Regions from separate parts of the Mus musculus genome. Here region 2 is linked to region 1. Evidence: chromatin contacts called from public HiChIP or PLAC-seq data. All regions are on one chromosome and are shown on one strand. The core of a region is the stretch at or near the end of the contact, and the rest is flanking DNA. Distances in the headings are between cores, read along the strand shown. Region 1 holds the start of Usp50 (ubiquitin specific peptidase 50). Region 2 overlaps Ncaph (non-SMC condensin I complex, subunit H).

The links. HiChIP or PLAC-seq counts read pairs in DNA pulled down with a chosen protein or histone mark.
Region 2: an H3K27ac HiChIP or PLAC-seq map of embryonic stem cells shows a contact between it and region 1, with 2.6 times the contacts expected there. The contact joins the enhancer-like site here to the promoter of Usp50 in region 1. A contact is called at or near these places in 5 of 39 promoter capture datasets (the HPC-7 cell line, cranial neural crest, frontonasal cranial neural crest and 2 more), 2 of 484 Hi-C or Micro-C datasets (bone marrow-derived macrophages and nephron progenitors), 1 of 115 datasets of contacts at active chromatin or transcription factors (embryonic stem cells) and 3 of 9 other capture datasets (adipose tissue, embryonic stem cells and liver).

The regions. Positions count from the first base shown.
Region 1 is chr2:126,778,739-126,786,210 of GRCm38.p6, reverse strand. It overlaps Usp50 (ubiquitin specific peptidase 50), which reads left to right and starts at 2,751. Exons shown (of 7, transcript NM_029163.3): 1 at 2,751-2,991; 2 at 5,641-5,823; 3 at 6,085-6,280. The coding sequence starts at 2,924.
Region 2 is chr2:127,105,674-127,113,145 of GRCm38.p6, reverse strand. Ncaph (non-SMC condensin I complex, subunit H) reads left to right here. Exons shown (of 18, transcript NM_144818.3): 14 at 4,488-4,661; 15 at 5,676-5,792; 16 at 6,951-7,042; 17 at 7,225-7,300. Among named protein-coding and RNA genes, the nearest start is that of Gm39922, 11 kb to the right of the region's middle. Within about 2 kb of position 3,970, at least 7 of the 459 cell types and tissues checked have an H3K27ac peak or open chromatin away from gene starts, as enhancers often do. A contact at or near this core is called in embryonic stem cells, where this site is marked.

The DNA.
Region 1 (7,472 bases), core at 1,502-4,001:
CTTGACTGGTTTGCCGGCTGTTAGCCTGGGCTGCCAGGGCCATCTCGGCCAACCTTGCAAGTATTGCTGCTCTGACCTAGATGGGGTCTGTGAACTCAGGACCTCTGGAAGAGCAGTCAGTGCTCCTAACTGCTGAGCCATCTCTCCAGCCCCCTCACTTTAGATTTTTATTCATCACAATTGTGAGAGAATTCAAGAGCCCCAACCTTGATTTAACTTTCACCAGCTGTTTAGTCTCTGGAAGTCTCTGGCACACAGCTGCCTGGATGGACAAAGATCTCAATGATCTCTAAATTGCATCATATTGAAGATGATTTTATGTATGGGTAAACCTCACTCTTCTCAATTTCGCAGTGTGGTCTCTTACCAGAGAGCATTTCTCCTTGGTCCTTGTCTTCTTGCAGGAAATAATTCAGCCATGATGCAGTTTAAGTATAAATTTATCATCCCAGAGAGACTGAGGAGGGAAGGAAGGCTGGTTGAGCAGGGAGGATCTGCCCACTGGGTTATATGCTGGGGGCTTTTACAAGGTTTTATCACTAATTGTGAGAGGGGTTCTATATCCCTAGAGGCGAAGTAGCCCAGTCACCTCCAAGTCATTGCACCTCATCTCACCTTTTATTAAAACATTCCTTGTAAGTTTCTAGAAAAGCCCACGAGAAGAGGGGTCTCAACCCGCAATGCAAAGGACAAAGGACTGCACAGGCTGCGAAGGACGGTATGGAGTTCGGGTGGTGGTGCAGCCCTGCTTTACAGGTTCTTTGTAACTGTGCCAGAGCGGCAACAAGGAAAGTGCCTGGCACTTTAATTCCTGATCCAGCAGGAAGAAGCTAAGCTGCAGCATCAAGGATGCTTAACCATGGAGCATTCTCACCTGCCAAGACACAGCAGTTTCTGTTGTTACATCACACAGAATTCCTTACCTTCCAACCTCACTAGCAGATTAACATTGACGTTTTCACAAAAATCCATTATGTATCACCCATAGCATAAAAACCAAGTGGATTGGAATAACATAGTCACCCTTGCTACTCAACTTTAGCTTAACATAAATATGTGAAAAGAGCATAGACTGCACTTTCATATTGTCAAAATATTTAAAATACATGGGTGTAGATTTTGAAAGTACTGCACAATTTTCAGATGACTAGAAAGAAATATCTAAGAGGGGCAGATTAAAACAAGCCACCAAAGAGATAAGGAAAAATTAAGAAGCAGCCCTCTTACTTTAGTGTGAGCTGTATGAGCTGTGGGCAGTGGTGCCCTGGTGTGCAGATGAGGCAGGAATGTCACGTGCTAGGCAGTGGGAACACAGCATTGAGGACTGATGAGACAGGAGCTATGCTAGGGCTGTCAGAAGCTAGGTGTCTCCCAGTTAGAGTTAGATTGTATAGGAAGGGAAAATAAATCTAGAAAGGTTGTGACTATTGGTGTGAATTCTGATTCTCAATACATATATGCACATACACAGAGGGGCATCATTATGGATCTAATGTATATTTCTTAGTCATTGTGTGTGTTGCCGGGTGGTTTGGCATAGTGTGTGAGAGAGATCGATGTCATGTGGTGTGTGTTGCAGTGTGTGGCTTACGACTAAAAGGCCTAGAAAGGACACTGCAATCTGTTGAGTGCCTGCAGGCTGTGTGTGCTCCTGGAGCCCAGCTTTCATGAGCTGTCACTCATACTGGGGTCTTCGGTGACACAGCTGAGTCCTATTTGCTCCTGATCTCTCCACCCATATGCCCTAACTGACCCCACTGAAACTCATTGCTCTATGAAGTTGGACTTTGAGAGTATTTTTCCTTCAGCCTGTCTTCAGTACCCTACCTGGGATAAACTGATCCTAAGGGCTCTCTGCCTGCTCTCTGCTGGTGCTTGGCTGACCCAGTAGATCTGCTCAGAGAGCAGGCCAGCAGCAACTAGGCACTCCAGAGGCAAGGCCCCAGCACGGGTGCTTTCCCAGGTCACAGCCCCATGCTTTTAGTTAGAACTGAGGATGCCATCCTTTTCCTCCAGTGGAAAAGTCTGAGTTCAGAAAACCATGTGTGCCCCAGAGGCCACAGCTTGTAAATCCTATAATAAGCCTGTGTGGTGGTTTAAATATGCTTGGCCTATTAGGAGGTGTGGCCTTGTTGGAGGAAATGTGTCATTGTGGGGGTGGGCAATGATTCTTTTCTCCTAACTACATGGGAGCCAGTCTTCTAGTGTCCTTCAGATGAAGATATAGAACTCTCAGCTCCTCCTGCACCATGTCTGCCAGGACATGCCCTTGTTCTCCACCTTGATGATAATGGACTGAACCTCTAAAACTGTAAGCCAGCCCCATTTAAATGTTGTCCTTAGAAGAGTTGCCTTGGTCATGGTGTCTGTCCACAGCAGTAAAACCCTAACAGCCTGTGTACTATGGGTATGTGCCCATATCCAGCTGTGTCTCCATCCCAAGAATAAACAATTCTGGTGACCTCACTGTGTATGCATCGGGATGAGAAAAATCTCACTACCTCCTCCATAGGGGAAGAGATGTCCCTCTAGGGTTCATGGGAGCAGTGTTGCCACACACTGTCCCCAAATCCAGAGGGTGAACATCTCTGTGTGCTTGTGTGTGAGAAACCCAGAAATAGAGGGAGAGCTGTGATGTGGACAATTCGTTCTCAGAAAGTTGATCTTTCAGAAGCATTTCAAACAAACAAATAATGGTATCCCTTGACAACACGTTAGAACCTTGGTATGAAGGGTGACAATTGTGATGCAGGGGAGGATCCAAGAAGAACTGGGCCTGAGTCAAGTGAAATCAGACAGCAACAACACAAAGGGGGGAGGGGGGCATTCAAACGGTTCAAAACCAAAAACAAGCCAGGGAGCAGTCCTGGAGAAATGAAGTTAAAAGGATCAAAGGTAGCTCGTGAGTAGAAGTGAAAGCCTGATGTGCTTCATTGACATGGCGTCTCATCGGCCGGTCCCTGCAGACGACTTCGGTGCCTACTACAACCTGTGAGCCTCTATGTCCTGTGCCTTTATAGATAACCTCAGGAGTGGGGGGCTGGGGGAGGGCTTACCTAGAGGGGGCATGGCACCTGTTGCATTTGGGAGGGCTCTGCCAGATTTGACCCATGAAGGACCCAGAAGAGATAACATACATGTACTCCCTGATCAGTCAGCTCAGGGCCTCCGTGACATCACTGAGTAAAAGTGAGAATGGCACACTTTTCAGATGGGTGAAACTGAGCAGAGGCACTGAGTGAGGCCGCTGAGCGGTGGGGCCTGGATTTCAGATTCAGTCTGTGGGAAGAAAGGTAATAAAGGACAAAGGTGGTGAGCGGCCCTACTGAATCGGTCAGATAAGAGGGAGCTGTGCAGATCAAGGAGGCCTCCTGGAGCCTGCAGTATTTCCCATCTCTGCATGCTGGGCAGATGCTCCAGTCCCGTCTCTCCACATTAAGTCATTTATTCTTTTAAAGATTTTATTTTATGTATATGAATGCTTTGCTGACAATTTAAGCACACCAAAGCAGTGCTCTTGGAGGCCAGAAGAGGGCATTAGATCCCTTGGAACTGGAGACACAAATGGTTGTGAGCTGCCATGTGGTTGCTGGGAAGTGAGCCAGGATCTTCTGAAAGAACAGCAGAAATGCTCTTAACTGCTGAGCCATCTCTTCAGAACCCAAGCTGTGTGTGTGTGTGTGTGTGTGTGTGTGTGTGTATGCACGTATATCTGTATATGTGTGTATACATATATATGTATATATGTGTGTATACATGTAAATATACGTGTATACATACTATACAGGTACATAGATGTATATATACATATATACATACACACATAGACATATATACACACATGTGTATGTGTATATAAGTATATATACATATGTGTGTGTGTGTATAAATATACACTTGTCTTTTTTTGGACACAGGGTTTCTCTGTGTAGCCTTAGCTATTCGTTCTAGAACCCACTCTGTACACCAGGTTAGCCTCAGACTCAGAGATCCCCCCTGCTGCTGCCTCCTGAACGCTAGGATCAAAGGTTTGCACCACCAATAACTGGCTATGTTGTATTCTTTTAAAAGATATCATTTATTATGTGATCTAAGCTAAGCACCTTGCATGGCACCTGCATGGCCCTCGCAGTAACCCTGCCAGGAAGAGGTAGTGTTCCTTGTTTTGCTGGGGGATCAGGAGCTTGAGGCCAAAGCCAGTGCCTCACACAGGCCAAGGACACTTTCTCATGCTGAATGTTTCTGTGTTATAAATGAGCAAACATAAGAACCCTAATCATAAATATATATAATCAGTTATTAGCGTAGCAATGTGCATGTATGCACACATATGTATGCATATATACATACCTGTGCCCTTAACATATGAATGTATATGTTCCTACTATGTGTATGTATCATGCTCACTATAGCTGTCTCCAGACACCAAAAGAAGCTACAAAGGCTCAAAGTTACAACCCTTTAACGGCCCCATAAAGCACTTGCTGGGATTTGAACTGGGGTCCTTTGAATCCATAGTCAGTGTTCTTACCCACTGAGCCACAGCTCCAACACTGTATTATGTTCTCCATATGTCACCTATAGAGTTATATTCATTCTCAGCATATGCTGTAATTCCATATAATTTAATGGCCAGGTAAGGTAGGTAAATGCCTTCATTTCTCCTGCATCACTATGTGCTTGCCCTTGGTATACTACTGTGGGCAAATGACTCACTCACATAAGCTGGTTAGTCCACCTGTAAATGGGATTTTAGAAGGACTGTTTCTACCCAGAAGAGCTGTTGCAAATATTTAATGGGGAATGTATATTAAATGTTTAATATAGTCAGACTAAGTACAAAATGTCTATGATGTTACTGTTAAAGCAGGAAAGGCTTTGGTTTTTTAACAGCTGAGTTTGGATGTTTAGCCAAGCCACCCTGAGACCTGGACGGCAGGTTTACTCTATCTCTTTACTCTCTTTTTAGGAAGAAACTTTTATTTATGTCAGACATTCAAACATTTATGTCATTCAGAGTTCTGGGCCTAAGTTAAACTCCTTCTGTCCTTGGTAGAGAGTGAGTTTGAGAGAAAAACCCACTAAGAATCCTTCCTAGCCAATCAGAGAAGTACACACCTTTTTTGTTTTGTTTTGGGTTTTCGAGACAGGGTTTTTCTGAGCCCTGGCTGTCCTGGAACTCTCTTTATAGACCAGGCTGGCCTCGAACTCAGAAATCTGAACTCAGAAATCCGCCTGCCTCTGCCTCCCGAGTGCTGGGATTAAAGGCGTGCGCCACCACCCCCTGGCTAGAATTACACATCTTTAATCCCAGCACCCAGGAGGCAGAGGCCGGGGGAATCTCTGTGAGTTCAAGCCCAGCCTGGTCAACGTAGCCAGTGCAGAGCCAGCCAGAGACACATGGGGAGGGCCTACCACAAAACAAAAGGAACAAAACCCTTCTTGCCAGGCTGGTGACTTCTAACTTCAGTCACTGAGGTGTGAAACAAGAGACTTGTCAGTTCAGAGAAGGCCTAGGTTATCAGACCTTGCCTCCCAGCCACAAAAGAGCACTTTTATTTCAGAGGTTGCCAGGGTCTGAGCGGCACTAGCACTCATGCTCTCCCCTGGAAACACTCTCCTTCCATGTGGCCCACACAGTGCGGAGTGTGCAGACTATGACTCCCTGCCGGAGTCTAAGACCCAGCCACACTTCCAGGGCGTGACGGGACTGCGGAACCTGGGCAACACCTGCTACATGAACGCCATCTTGCAATGCCTCTGCAGCGTATCTCCACTGGTGGAGTACTTCCTGTCCGGAAAGTACATCACAGCTCTTAAGAAGTAAGAGGAGGTCTTCCCTGAGTCTGCCCCACCCCAGCTCCCCCAGGTGAGGTGAGGAAAGGACCCGCTGGAGTCCTTGTGAAGGGCCACAAGCCCAGACACAGTAGGTCCCCAGAGAACACACATGGAGGGTGCGGAGAGCAAGGTGGACAGGGCTCTGGTGCAGGGGCGTGGACGGATCCCTTGCCACGGAGACTGGGTCTTTTCTTTTCATTAAATCAGCAGGGAATATTTGCCCTTTGCCTCTGCTCTTCTTCTCAGGGACTGCAGTGAGGTTACCACCGCCTTTGCCTACCTGATGACAGATATGTGGCTTGGGGACTCAGACTGTGTCTCACCAGAGATATTTCTGTCGGCTGTTGGCAGTCTTTACCCAGCTTTTCTGAAAAAGACACAGCAAGATGCGCAGGAGTTCCTGATTTACGTCCTCAACGAGCTTCACGAAGCTTTGAAAAAGGTAAGAACTAACAAGTCTGAGCTAGGAGATGTAGGCTGTATGTGTATTCAGACTGCATGGCCTGCCCAGCACCTGCTCTGGTGCTGGGGTCCTGAGGAAAATGTCCAGGTTAGGATATTTGTTATTTAGTGGTTGTTTTGCTTTTTTTTTTTTACTTAAAATTTTAAAAAATTTTTATTGTTTATGCATGTATGTCTGTGTACTACTTGTTTGCCAGGTTCCTATGGAGGCCAGAAGAGGGTGTCAGACAATTTCCATCCACCATCCATGTGGGTGTTGGGAATTGAACCCAGGTCCTCTGGAAAAGAGCCAGTGTTTGTTTTTGTTTGTTTGTTTTTTCGAGACAGGGTTCCTCTGTATAGACCTGACTGTCCTAGAACTCACTCTGTATACCAGGCTGGCCTCCAACTCAGAGATTCCCTTCCTGAGGTCTGGGATTAAAGACATGCGCCGCTACTGTCCAGTGCAGCCAAAGCTCTTAACCACTGAACCCTCTGTCCAGTTCCTAAAATTATTTTTTTTATTTACTTTTATTTTTTTCTGAAACTAAGTTTTACTGTGGAGCCCAGTCAGGTCTATGACTCGGAATCTTCCTGCCTCAGCCCTGCTCCATGTGCAGATATTATAGACATCTGAAATTCTCACATTCCTGTGCTGAAGAGCCCAAAATTACTCCAGATGTGCTCAGACATTCAGAGGATCATAGCCCAACTGGTTCAACAAAATCAAACAGCTCAAAACAAGACAAAACCATTCCTCCAAGCCAACAGGAAGGCAAAAAAGCCCAGGTCCAACTGCCCAGGAGGAATTCACCTGAGTTTAAAACCAAGTGTCTAAACACTGCTTCTTTTTCACAAATACAAAGCAGCTCGGGCTGGATGAAGCTTGAGATCAAAGTCCTCTCAGGAAAGCAGTTCAAGGCCAACCTGCTTCCAATGCCTGCCTAGCTTGCCAAACTGTTACCAATGCTTTCTAAGGGTCAAAGCCTGAGCCCTAAAAGCCTTAACAAGCTAGTTCCAGCCCCCTGCCTTCCTCTCTAGGACAGTGAGAGGCAGTCGCACTGGGGAGACACAGGAGATCTGTCCGGCTTGCCTACACCGGGAAGAACCCATAAAGAAGTTGGTTCAGTCGTCCTCAAGTCAAGTTTGGGTACTGACATGAGGTTTAGATTCAAATAGGTGGCTAGCAGCGT
Region 2 (7,472 bases), core at 2,721-5,220, 330 kb before region 1:
GTCCTTTGTAAGAGTTGCCTTGGTCATGGTGTCTGTCACAGCAGCAAAACCCTAACTAAGACACTCTGCTAATGAATAGACAAGTGGATAGGCTCTGGCCTGTACAACACAGCACTAATCTTGGATATTGTGGAATTTCAAAGAAATATAACTACACTTCCTGTTCATAGGAGCTAATATTTTGGCTATGAGTTGAAACAAGGCATGCGAAAGTGGTGTGATCTAGTAGGGCCAAGAACTCTCTGGAAGTACCTACTTATCAGGAGAACTTGTCCAAGCCTTTCCTCATTCTCAGACCTTGGTGGGCATTGCTAATTTGTTTCTCATTGTGAGTCTCCTGAAGAAACAGCAAATAGAAGCTATGGTGAGGAGGACAGAGCCTCCTGTGACCCTTCATGCAGGGAGGACAGAATTGGACAGTCATTTATTCTGTTTCTTTCTCTACTGAGGGGAGAGATTGTTTTGTTTTAATGAGGATCTAGTCTGACCTCTTGGCCGATGCTTCTGCAACTTCAGCGCCGGTAAGGACCAGCCCTGGAACCTGTTCAGAGCTCTGCCATACTGCCTATGTCACAGTTCTCATCCGTTCACTCTGGGCTTGGTTCTGAGAATGGCTTTCTGTGAGTGGAGACTGCAGACCAGCATGAATGAAGCAGGGATTGCTCCCCATCACCTTATAAACCAGGTGTCTTAGAGTTCTGTTGCTGTGAAGACTGTGGCAACCCTTATAAAGGAAAATGTTTAATTAGGGCTGGCGTGCAGAGGCTTAGTCCATTACTAGCATTGTGGAAACATGGTGACATTCAGGCAGATGTGGTGCTAAGAAAGGTAACTGAGAGGTCCGTATCTAGAGGGTGAAAGACCCACAACGTGAAGACTCCCCCACGTTCTGACTCAGGAGAGCAACACCCCAAATCACTCACGAGAAATGGTCTTGGTGCAAACCGCAAGAGGACTTTTATTCCAGGCGTGCTCTGGGACCCACAGCCATACACCACACAGGGGGTAGAGGACCGTGGGCCCCGAGTAGCTGGGACAGGGGGTATTTAAAGGAAGGAACCACAACTCAAGGGGGTGGGGAGAGCGTTGTTGGAAAATACCAAAAATACCAGTTAAGAGTCGTGAGGGAGTGGGAGTCAAGACAGTTTCTATGAGTCTCTAACAATAGCACATTTGCATAGTGGGTTCCAGGAGCTGTCCAGGTGGGTCAGGGTGACTTTCTTTGAATGAACACTCCCCAAACCCAGGAAGCCAGTGGATGGAGGAATGTCACTATCTGTTTTATAATTAGCATGCCTTGGAGCATTGAGTCACAAAGGTCACATTCTCAAGCCTGGGCCTAACGGCCTAGAATTTTTTGTTTTTTATGTTTCACTTTTTTATTCACCACTTCTACTTGCTAATCTTAGAACTAGACACTATATTCTCCCTGATGCACTTGATCCTTTAGGGCATGGTACTGTTGTCTCAAAACTAAAAGCTGCACTGTACTAAGTTTTGCTCTAATAAAGGCAACTAGCCTATCTAACACACATGGACCTATAATTAAAAGTAGAAGCAAAATCAGAAGGGGTCCCATAGGATAGAAAGTAGGATGGTCAAGAGTACAAGATAAGGGCCTTTCCACCGAGTCTCAAGGTTTTCTGCGCAATGGCATCTACTGTAGACTGAATCTCTAACTTGGAAGCGATGTGGGCTTGCAGGTCTCCTTCTCTTGAGTAGGCATTCTGGAGCTGCTTCCACACTCGCTGTCTCACCCTTTTGAGCACCTTGAGCCTAGAGAACAAAGGCTGGGAAAGCAGCATGTCTGCACTATGTACAGAGGCTATTTTTACCAGTGGAGCCCCCCCCCCCCCATAGAGTAATTCATAGGGGGTCAGTCCAAACTGTCTAGGGGTGTTTCTAACCCTGAAGAGCACAAAGGGTAGGAGAGCTATCCAATCATTAGCGCCAGTCTCTGCTGTCAATTTGGTAAGGGTCTCTTTAATGGTTCTATTCATCCTCTCTACCTGTCCTGAGCTTTGGGGCCTGTATGCACAATGTAACTTCTAATCAATTCTAATCAATGTAACTTCTAATCAACCCCCAATATCTTGGCCAGTCCCTGACTTACCTGGACAACAAAGGCAGGTTCATTATCGGACCCGATTACCTTGGGTATCCCAAATTTCGGGAAGATTTCTTCTAAGATCTTCTTGGCCATCACATTGGCCGTCTTAGTCCTGGTAGGAAAAGCTTCTACCCAGCTTGAAAAGGTGTCTATTAACACTAATAAGTACTTGTTACCATATCTAGCTGGCTTAATTTCTTTAAAATCTACCTTCCAATAGGCCCCCAGCCAGTTGCCCCTGAGCCTCTTCCCAGGAGTATACATGGAGTGTCCTGCATTAGTCATAGCACAGGCCTTGCAGCTTTGACTATTTCTCCTGCCAAGTCAGAGAGTCCTGTAACATAGTAGTCAGAGGACCTAACCACACCTTTTAATTTCTTGACCCCAAGTGGGTCAAGTAATGTAAGTTGGTAACATACTTGTGTCCTTCTTCCCATGGGAGAACTCATTTTCTTTCTTCTGTTTCTATTACCCCATATGAGGTTTCCTTTACCATCCCTAATTTGTCCATAACTTGATAGTCCTCAGGGGTATATCTAAAGCTGGTCTCTGACATCATAATCTTTAGGCTTCTTGACTGCCAGGATCATTACTCCTTGGGCCGCCTGTTTGGCGGTTAGATCTGCCATCTGATTCCCTTTAGCCACAGCATCTTAGGTCTTTCTCTGCAGGTGTCAACAGCCCTCTTTGTCTGTATATTGCTCCGTGCAGTGGCAAAAGCATATCTGCTGTCAGTGTAAATGTTGATAGACTTCCCCTTTGCCATTTGTAGAGCTTATATCAAAGCCACAAGTTCGGCTTTCTGGGCCGAAGTTCCTTCAGGGAGGCTGCTGGCCCAGATCACTTGCTTTCTGTCCACCACTGATGCCCCTACCTTCCGCTTACCTTCAACCACAAAGTTACTGCCATCCGTGTACCAACTCGGACTCCCAGGCCAAGGCTGATCCTTCAGATCATTTCGAGTACCAGTTTCTTCTGCCAGAATGTCAGTGCAGTGATGAGCAGGTGAAGAGTCATCAGTCTCGGGCAGTAGGGTAGTGGGATTCAGGACAGCAGGGGGAGCAAAGGTCACTCGTTCAGTCAACAAAGGGCTCTGATAATGTGTCATATGAGCGTTGGTCATCCATTGGTCAGGAGGCTGTTGGATAATACTTTCAAGAGTGTGGGGTGCCACTACAGTTATTTGCTGTCCCAGAGTGAGCTTATCAGCATCCTTGACAAGTAATGCTACTGCAGCAATAGCTTTCAAGCAAGAAGGCCACCTGCTGGCAACAGGGTCTAACTTCTTGGATAGGTAAGCCACTGGCCTTTTTCAAGGTCCCAAAGTCTGGGTAGACTCCTATGGCAACCCCTGCTCTCTCAATAAAGAGTGAAAGGCTTGGTTAGGTCAGGCAAGGCCAAGGCTGGGGCCATCAGTAGGGCTTTTTAAATTTCTTTAAAGGCTTTCTGGTGATCTGGGTTCTACACAAACACCTCCCCTTCCTTGGCTAGGGGGTACAAGGGGCAGCTAAGGTCGCAAACCCAGGTATCCAGAGCCTGCAGAAGCCAACGGTGCCCAAGAATTCTCTTACTTGCCTTGGTGTAGTTGAGGTAGGAATCTGAGTTACAGTCTTTTTTTTTTTTTTTTTTTTTTTTGGCTTCCTTTAGCCACCACTTCCCATCTCGAAGGTTGTATCTCAAATAAATAACTTCAGTCTGACACAGCTGAGGCTCGGTCCCCTAACTCACCTAATTCTGTTAAGCACATTGGTCTTCTAATAGTCCCTTTGAGTCTATGTGTGGGGCATTTTTATTGTAACCATCACACTGGGTGTGGTGGGACACACCTTCCAGTCTTGAGGTGGAGGAAGGTGAATCGAAAGTCACCCTTTGCTACAAGGCAAGTTTAAGGTCACCTTGGCATTCTTGAGAGTCTGTATCCATCCAAAATATAAAAGGGCGTTGCTCCTGCTACAAAATTAGATAGCACCTGGGATTTCCTGTACTGTTTTTGGGTGGTAAGGATGGAACCTAGTAACTCACATGAAATGTGTGTGTACTCTGTACTTAGCTACATGCCCAGCCCCTGTTCTGTGCTCTTGTTAGGCAAGGGATGCAGGCTGTGCTCCAGCGTTTTGGGAATGTTTTCTGTAAGATGAAATATTTATCTAGTTACTAAGCAAAGGGGATGCTGGTCTCTGTGGTCATTGCACTCTTTAAACTCATGCTTCCGAGGTCTCAGGCTGATAAGAGACCCCTCTCTCTGTAGTAGGGCTTATGTGAAGCAGGAAGAAGTGAGCGAGCAGGCCACGTTGGTGGGACTCTGCTTGCTTTGTGTACGTGGAGTCTCTCCCATTGATAGCATCTACCAAACTTGAAGGGTTGTTTCCTTGCCCAGGCTGCTGACAGTGATTATGAAGAGGCAGACGATTTATTTGCGGATCCAGTCGGGACCCTTGACCTTGAGTCTGATCCAAAGACAACACAAGAGAATGGTCACATTTCTCCTGAAAACCAAGGAGTAGATATCACAACTTACCAAGAGTTGAACTTGGTGGCTGAGCCTCAAAAGGTAAGGAAGAGACAACAAGGAATTGTGTGGATTCCTGGCTGTCTGTTTAACTCCTCTCAGATGTGAGTCCCATCAGCCTGCGCTCCACTTGTTTTCCGGTTCCATCTTAACCTGCTATCTGAGTTTTCACACAGGGTTGTGCTGTCTAAACTGCTTCCCAGTTATTGACATTGGCTACTTAGGTTATATGGTAGTGATATTTTTCCAAAGACCTTATTTTATCTTATTAACTTTTATTTACTGCTGTAGTGTTGAGAGTCAAACCCAAGTCATAAGTAGGAGTGGATTGGCCACACCAATAAAACACATGTAGGAAGGCTGCAGCGAGAGCATTGCTGTGGGGCTTTGAATACCTTGGCCATTTTCAGTTCCTGTCATGTGTTAAATACCTGATGCCTTATCCCAAGAGCCAGGCTGGGTGCTATCTGTTTCATATACTCATCTCTTACACTGCAATTCTTGGTCTTAATCTAAATTTCCTCTGATTAAAAGGAGTTAGGATTGGTAGAGTGTTTACCTAGATTCAGTCCCATGCACTGGCTCATTAAAATTGGGCGTGGTGGTTCATACTTGTAATGCCAGCACTTGCTTGGAGGCAAGAGGTTGACAAGTTCAGGATCTAACAGTAAGCCCAGGCAAGACTCGGCTACACGAGATTCAAAAGCAAAACAGCAAAATCCGAAAGGTAAAAACAGAAAGAAGTGAGATCTTTTTGCAGGGAACTCTGTATATGAGGTTGAGACTGGCTTTCTTTTTTGCTTTTGTTTTCGAGACAGGGTTTCACTTTATAGCCCTGGCTGTCCTGGAACTCACTCTGTAGACCAGGTTGGTGTCTAACTCACTGAGATTCAGTTGCCTCTGTCTCAGAGGGCTGGCATCAAAGGTGTGTGCCACTGTGCCCGGCTGGGATTTCTCCTTGATTTCCAACTTTTTCATTCGAGACTTCTATTTTACAGGAAATTGATAGTGAATGTTTTTCTTCTGGTTAATTTTGCTTTGTTACACCTATTCCAGGTGAATAAAATAGAAATTCATTACGCCAAGACTGCCAAAAAGATGGACATGAAGAAGCTGAAGCAGAGTATGTGGAGTCTGCTGACGAAGTTTTCTAGGAAGGAGGCTGACACAGAGGTAACATCACTCATGCTCCTTAGGTTCCCAATGTGTAGGAAGGGAGAGCTGATGTCTACAGCTCATGATCCCTCAGTGTGGTCCCCACCCTAAAGCAGAGAGATGCAGTCACAGTTTAAAACAGACATCACCGTGGCTTGGAAGAAGAGACTGTCCCAGCAGAGGATGGGACAGGTCACACAGCAAGCTAATGCCTTGGCCTCTATCTCACCTTACTGGTGATGAAAACGTGCAGATGCAAGCTTTCCCATGCTGCCCTAGCAGCTGCGTGCTTTACAGTCCTGATGGGCATTCGGAGTACTTACCCAGTAGCAACCGGACTTAAAATAGGACTTTGTACAAAGTATTGTGGCTACCTTACAAGTGTCAGAAGGTGTGTATGCTTTGAAGTGGTGTTCTGCCTTAGGATGCCCATTCTCAGCAGGAACGCTGGAGACATAATCACGCTGCCAGACCCCTCTCCTGAGAGTGAAGCAGACTAAGTGTGCAGACCTAGAACCCCGGTTCAGACCCATTGAGCTCTACAAACTCCATTCTTGCTTACACGTTTTGCTGGCTGTGCAGTGAAATGCATGATTATTGAGGACCCTAAGCTGTGTGGTCTTGGGTATGTCAGAGAATGCCTCAGTCGCAGTGTTAGTGTGTGTACAACAAACAGCAGAGGCTCTCACCTCAAAGAAAAGCCAATCCATTGACTCACCTTTAGAGGTTTCAGTCTGCAGTGCGTTGGCACCATTGCTTTGGTCTTGTAGTACTTTACAGAAGCACAAAGCAGGGTCTGATCATTCGTGTCATGGCTAGACTATGAAAGAACAAGGAGGGCATATGGTCCACTATCCACAGTCACACCTTGGTGAATTCGTGACTCAGCCAGGCATGCTGGCTCATAACAGAAGCAGATGGACAGACCTCTGTAAGTTCAAGGCCAGCCTGGTCCACATAGTGAGTTTCAGGACTGCTAGGACTACATAGAAACCCTAGAACAAAACAAAAAATTCTATCACCTCTTAAGAGTGCCAGTGTGGGGATCAAACTAAGACCCATCCTTAAGGTCTCCAGAGAATTTAACTTTGCTTCCTTCAGTACACTTTTCTTTATGGGATTTACAGTTTTGTAAGTTTCTGTTGTTTCAACCCATAAATATGCTTTTTTGGTTAGGCAAACCACACTGAAAGTGGACAGGAAGGTGCCCCCGAGGAAGTGGCTGATGAGAAGAAACTCAGTGGGCTCACAAAGGACCTGCAGACAAGGTGTGTGCTGATAGACAGAGGGCTAGGGTGCGCTGTCCCCTCTGAGCCCTGGGCAACTTTCTTGGTGGGACTTTTAGCATGAAGGGCCCATTGTCCACCTCTTACTTTCTATAAACACTTGAAGGAGCTGCATTGTCCTCTGGGTTGCCTGACCTACTCAGTGCTTGCCCCTCTCTTCCCAGGCTGCCCCCGCTCATGGCTCAGAACCTCTCCATACCCCTGGCTTTTGCCTGTCTTCTGCACTTAGCAAATGAAAAGGTAAGCCATCCAAGTAAGTATGGGGGCGTTTGAATCCACCTCTGCCAGCTCTCTAGAGCTTTTACAGCAGATCTTCCGAGCATTGCCACATTAGTGGGCAAGAGCACATACTCCTCTTCAGTCCCCAGCATCCTTATCGAGCAACACACGACTCTTCTAACTGCGGCTCAAG